Linked DNA regions of Drosophila melanogaster: region 1 is linked to region 2. The links are chromatin contacts, called in public Hi-C maps. All regions are on one chromosome and are shown on one strand. The core of a region is the stretch at or near the end of the contact, and the rest is flanking DNA. Distances in the headings are between cores, read along the strand shown. Region 1 holds the start of IleRS (Isoleucyl-tRNA synthetase). Region 2 holds the start of CG7139.

Region 1 (2,877 bases), core at 361-2,860, 220 kb after region 2:
ACCTTTAATTCCGTCGAAAGTAGCCTGAATGTATTGATGAATTTGCAGGACCTCGTCGCGGAACAAGGCCACAACCCAGCTTGACTCCAGGGCGGAGAGCCAGATTTTGTTGACTTCCGGGTACTGTCCGAGCATTTGATGGTTCAGCAGCAAGCCAAAGATTATCCAGCGGTCCATTGCCTCCAGGGATATGTACTCGCAGGACATGGTGTCAGTGCGGACGGCCTTAAGAAGAATGGCCGGATTGCCTACCAGACTCAACTTTTGCATTTCCCTCCACTTGTCTGCTGGCAGGTTTCGCAGTGCATAGATGGAGGTCAGCGACCGCAACGCACTGGTTAGCAGGCGCTGGTGGGGAATGAATTCCTCGGCCAACTTTTTTAAGGGGACCTCGTAGTCCAGAATCATCTGCCCCAAGCGGGGGAAGCCCGTGTCCGCCTGATTGTTTTGCAGCTCGTAGGCGGCATTGTACAAGCCCAGAACTGCCTTGCGGTCCTCGACCCTAGACAAAACAATCATCAAGGACACGTAGGTCACAACCAAGTCCAGATAATATTTGGTCAGCTCGAAGTTCAATGTGATGTCCAGGTGAATCTGGCAGGCGTCCATCGTGGTGAGCAGTTCGCATACATTGTCCTTGAAATCAAGTAGGTCCACGAATGTGTGGTAATACAGGGACAGCGACTTAATAATCTCCGCTTTGATGTTTACAATAGCATTGAGCCCTTTGACGTCGATGTTGGGGAACCGCTTCACGATAAACTTGATGCTCGATTCCAACGACTTCTCGGAGAGGAAGCCTGGCTTCGACTTGGTGTCGCCGCATGCTTTCTTGATGTTGTATATCCGCGTAAGAATGCCCAGGCCGCGGTCATTCAAGATGATTAGTTTCTCAGCTATCTTCTGCTGGTTCGGAAAAATTGGGCGTGCCATATCCGATGACTGTTGGCGACGTCGAATGGCTGAAGGCGAGTTTCCGGTGGAGCCCAGAACACAGGTGTGCGCTGGCGAGACGTATTGGGAGGCGTGCAAGTGCTGATTTGCCCAGTACTTATACTTTTTCGTTTGTTAAATTGGCCGAAAAGGAGCGACACAAAAGTGTACACATTACTCTTCCTCTTGTTTTCGCGTTAGTGATGACCAATGGGCTGATAGCAAAGATATATTGCTATCGATAACGATAGCTACCATATATATGCTAAACTATTGATTGTTAAAAAGAAAATATACTGCTGAGAAAAAAAACATATGGCTTAATATAATTTAAGATAATTTTTTTATAATTATATATTACAGTAATTTGGTTATACTACAAATTAATAATAGCTGGTATTTGGGGTTTTAATTTATTAGAATTATTTGTCTAAGTCAGGAATAATTGCTTTCAAAACTATTGCATAGTTTATTCATTCAATTGCCAATGGCTTTCTTACTTAGTAACTTACAGTTCAGTTTTTTATTCTTATGGCTAACAAATTTATTAAAGTTGTTAATAGTAAATAAGCCTTTCTTTTTTTTTCAGTGCTGTCGTCAGCTGATTATCAAGGATGCCGCTCATCGGAACCTACTATCGATATCGCGAACCCATGAGCTAGAGAGCGATTAATGAACCACTAGTTCCGTACCTCGGGCACGTTGTGTGCCACGCAAAAACGCCGCAAGTCAGTTGAATTTCTGATATAAAAGGTGGGCGAATAAGCTCTGTTACTTGATAAATAATACAACAGTGAACTTTGACAGCCATGGGAAAAAAACTAGAGCGGAACGACGTGTGTCGGGTGCCAGAGAACATTAATTTCCCGGCCGAGGAGGAGAACGTACTGCAGAAATGGCGACACGAAAATATCTTTGAAAAGTGCAGCCAGCTGTCGAAGGGAAAGCCCAAGTAAGTGCCGCATACGATTGCATCAGCCGATCGCCAAATTTTGTGCTAATTTTCCACCTCCAAGATACACGTTCTACGATGGACCGCCCTTTGCAACCGGGCTGCCCCACTACGGACACATTCTTGCTGGCACCATCAAGGACATCGTCACACGGTACGCATACCAGCAGGGATACCATGTGGACCGTCGCTTCGGCTGGGATTGCCACGGACTGCCCGTGGAGTTCGAGATTGACAAGCTGCTGAATATCAAGGGTCCTGAGGACGTGGCCAAGATGGGAATCGCAGCCTACAATGCCGAGTGCCGGAAGATTGTCATGCGTTACGCAGATGAGTGGGAGAATGTGGTGACGCGCGTGGGTCGCTGGATTGACTTCAAGAACGATTACAAGACGTTGTACCCATGGTACATGGAGTCCATTTGGTGGATCTTCAAGCAACTGTTCGACAAGGGTCTGGTCTACCAGGGCGTTAAGGTGATGCCCTATTCCACCGCCTGCACAACGTCCCTTTCGAACTTCGAGGCCAACCAAAACTACAAGGAGGTTGTGGACCCTTGCGTAGTAGTTGCACTGGAGGCCGTTTCGTTGCCCAATACCTTCTTCCTAGTGTGGACCACCACGCCATGGACACTGCCCTCAAACTTCGCATGCTGTGTTCATCCGACGATGACCTATGTAAAAGTGCGCGACGTAAAGAGCGACCGACTTTTTGTTCTCGCAGAGTCTCGTCTCTCTTACGTGTACAAATCGGAGACGGAGTACGAAGTGAAGGAAAAGTTTGTTGGCAAAACCCTTAAGGACCTTCACTACAAGCCGCTTTTCCCTTACTTTGCGAAGCGAGGAGCTGAGGTGAAAGCTTATCGTGTCCTGGTCGACGAGTACGTGACTGAGGATTCCGGTACGGGTATTGTGCACAATGCTCCCTACTTCGGAGAAGACGATTATCGTGTGTGCCTCGCTGCGGGCCTCATCACAAAGTCCAGTGAGGTT
Region 2 (3,051 bases), core at 362-2,861:
GGGGTAGAAAATAAAATACAACCAAGAACGTAATATACCAAAAATTTACCAATAAAAAATGAAAACGAGCTAGTTGCCTCAAATTGTATGTGTATGTGGCTAGACTGCCACATTCCGATCCTCGGATATTCGATACCCGTCTTCTCTCAGCTACAAAAAAGCGACTGTTTCTCAGATTGCCAGCGACTTTCTGACTGACCATGGTATGCCCTAAAAAATTAAGTAGCCAACAAAAAAGGCCTCTACTATGTTTCTGCAGGTGGTCTGAATGTTTTTCGCAATTCAAAGGAAGTTCGCCGGAAAAATAATGAAATGCAAAGAAGCAAAATTGAATTGGTCAGTGATAATGATTAAGAATAAATATATACCTCTTAAAGATTTTTTATCGAGCTTAGTTAAACGTTTTACACTCGCGTAACGGGTATACAATTACACATTTTTGGCTGACTCACAATGAGATTGCAGTTAACAATAAATCTCTATCTTTATATACATATGTATGTATATAGACGATTTAAAGTGCCTTCTTACCTGAATGAGCTCTCCCGCAGTCGTCCGCTCGAATCGCTCTAGCATGCGCTGAATATTCTCCCGTGGGACGTTGTGGACGTTTTTCTGGGCCAGTTTGCTGGCAGACTTGCACCAACTAGTATTGGGCTCGAGAAGCTCAATTACGTAACCGTGGCGCACGGCGAACTGGACATATGGCTGCATCTCCCAGACCATTGTATTGGTGTTATCCACGATGATGGGGCTCCAGCCGGAGGCGGCCTTATCGCGCACTCGCTGCTGGTTCCACTCGTGGGCAGCTGGCAGCAGAGTGGGGTTGAAGACATAGCCGCGGCGCGTCTTGAAGTAGTCGTCTGAGCTCAGGACAAAGTCGCGCACCTGGTGTCGATCGAGTAGATGCGCCTGGCGCAGCAGAGACTCTGCCAGTGTACTCTTACCGCTGCCTGAAGGGCCGCGCATTATGATCATCAGCTTATGGCCCGCCTGCGCCCGCTGGCAAATCGAGTTAAATTGTTTGTTGCTTTGGTTGCTGTTCAGATTGCTGGCGGGGCACATTCTAATGGAGCTTGGGGCTTCAGCAGTTGCATATTTCCTGTGAGTTCCACCGCTCTTGCTGCGACCGCAATTGTTATTGTCATTATTATTATTGTTGTTGTTGTTGTTGTTATTATTATTATTATTATTCTTATTATTATTATTGTTGTTGTTGATGTTGATGCGGTCCAACAAAAGCGCCAAATCCGCTGGTTCAGCTGAATGCGAGCTTCGCTCTGTCGACATGGCGTTTGTTTTCCTTTTGCTAGCTTGCCCTGTGAAAGCAGATCGTTTAGGGGGGATCGACCAACGTAATGCGCAGTAACCACAGACACCCCATCACCCAATTCGCATCTGAATCTCGGACTCACCAATATCTGACCAGACTGTAATCCCCCGATGTCGTAACTGCGCGTTGATGTCTCAATCTCTCTCATTCAATCGGTTGTCATGCAAGGATCAACCTGCGGGCTGCAACTTCGTTTGCTTGTTTCCAGAAATCGGGAAGCTATGCGTCGCATTACATCCGTTAATTCGCTGCATTGCAAGTTGGGAAAACCACGTCTGTGCGGAGGCTATCGATGGAGGAGGCTATGGTCACGCGTCATCGATAAGCAGCAGTGCTGGCGGCCAGCTTTTTTCAAGCCAAGCTATTGCTTCGGAATAAAATCGCTAAGTTTTTGGATTTTTTTTTTTAATACTATGAAAACATTATGTTAAGCACATAAATAAGATTCTTAATATGATTATGATAAATGTTATAAAATAACATGAAATTATAACGTCGTTATCACGTCCGTCCGTACGAAATCCAATATCTCGGGAACTTTGAGAGCTGTTAATTGGGTACTAAACACCCGAATTCTAGTTTCGCTTACGCAGCAAAATATAGTTTTTCTTCCGATAACATAGAAATGGAATTGTGAACAGAAGAAGAGAAGGGAGAATGCTATAGTCGAGTTACCCGACTATAAGATACTCAGTTAGTAGTGTGCGAATTTCATAATTTTTCTGGAATATCGATCGATATTGAGGAAATGTGTGTTATCTTTGTATGGAAAAACATCGATAAATAAATCGTGTTATCTGTATATTATTTCGCACCAAGGACATATTGTTGTTTAAAGAAAATAAATACGTCTTTCGTTTCTACATTTGCCATCATATTTTATTGAGATACCATTTACTCAGTTAGTAGTGTGCAAATTTCATTAATTTTAAGAACATTTTTTAAAATTGTTTAAAAGTGGGAATGTTTTGGGCGTTTTGCTGGTGTAAAGAGGGACGTGGCAAAAGTGTTTTTGATACAGATGGAAATTGACAAGACACACAATAAAACGAAAAAATTAAAATATAATGTATATAATAATATAATATATATAATAATATGTATAATATATATATATGTATATATATATAATATAAAAATAATAAAATATAATATAATAAAATATAATTATAATAGACAAATAAAAAATGAAAAAAATATCTTAACAATTTGGACAGTTTTGGGCGGCTTGTGGGCGTTTATTGGGCGTGTTAACATGGGTCAACAAACTTGCGCTGCGTCTATGTCTCTATAATCGCTATAATTATTCTTAACATTCTAGCTTTCAAAGTTCCTGACTGGACAGGGCACATATTCAAAAATAAGTGGAATAAATAGTCGATACCGAAAAGGGACATGGAAAAATATCTGTATTTCATATTTCGCACTGCTATTTCATTGAACACAGCTGTATATACATAACCAAATCCGATGCAGAGTATGAAAACAATATTTTAGTCCGAAGGTATAAAAATTTTATTTATTTGAATTTTTTTTTGTGTGTATGCCATATCGTATTCGATTCTATTTTAACCCTATTTCTTTAATGCTTCTTGATTAAAAAAAGCAAAACATGTTTCAGGATATACCTTTAGATTGAGGCGGAGCTGCTCTGTCTGAGTTGCCTTCTACGCGTTTTTAGCGGAGTCACCAGATATGGAATTTTTCAATTTTTCAAG

The links. Hi-C and Micro-C count contacts between places; a contact is called where the count stands out from the background.
Region 1: a Hi-C map of the Kc167 cell line shows a contact between it and region 2, with 5 times the contacts expected there. A contact is called at or near these places in 6 of 107 Hi-C or Micro-C datasets (the D17-c3 cell line, the Kc167 cell line, the S2 cell line and 2 more) and 1 of 7 datasets of targeted methods (the S2 cell line).

The regions. Positions count from the first base shown.
Region 1 is chr3L:22,287,055-22,289,931 of dm6, forward strand. It overlaps IleRS (Isoleucyl-tRNA synthetase), which reads left to right and starts at 1,611. Exons shown (of 6, transcript NM_176387.2): 1 at 1,611-1,686; 2 at 1,741-1,885; 3 at 1,950-2,877. The coding sequence starts at 1,743. It overlaps Hem (HEM-protein), which reads right to left and starts at 1,141. Exons shown (of 2, transcript NM_079490.4): 1 at 1-1,141. The coding sequence starts at 933.
Region 2 is chr3L:22,070,237-22,073,287 of dm6, forward strand. It overlaps CG7139, which reads right to left and starts at 1,612. Exons shown (of 5, transcript NM_141121.4): 1 at 1,416-1,612; 2 at 532-1,319. The coding sequence starts at 1,290. It overlaps CG7133, which reads right to left. Exons shown (of 1, transcript NM_141122.4): 1 at 2,832-3,051. The coding sequence ends at 3,039. lncRNA:CR43995 (long non-coding RNA:CR43995) reads left to right here and starts at 2,133. Exons shown (of 1, transcript NR_073973.1): 1 at 2,133-2,384.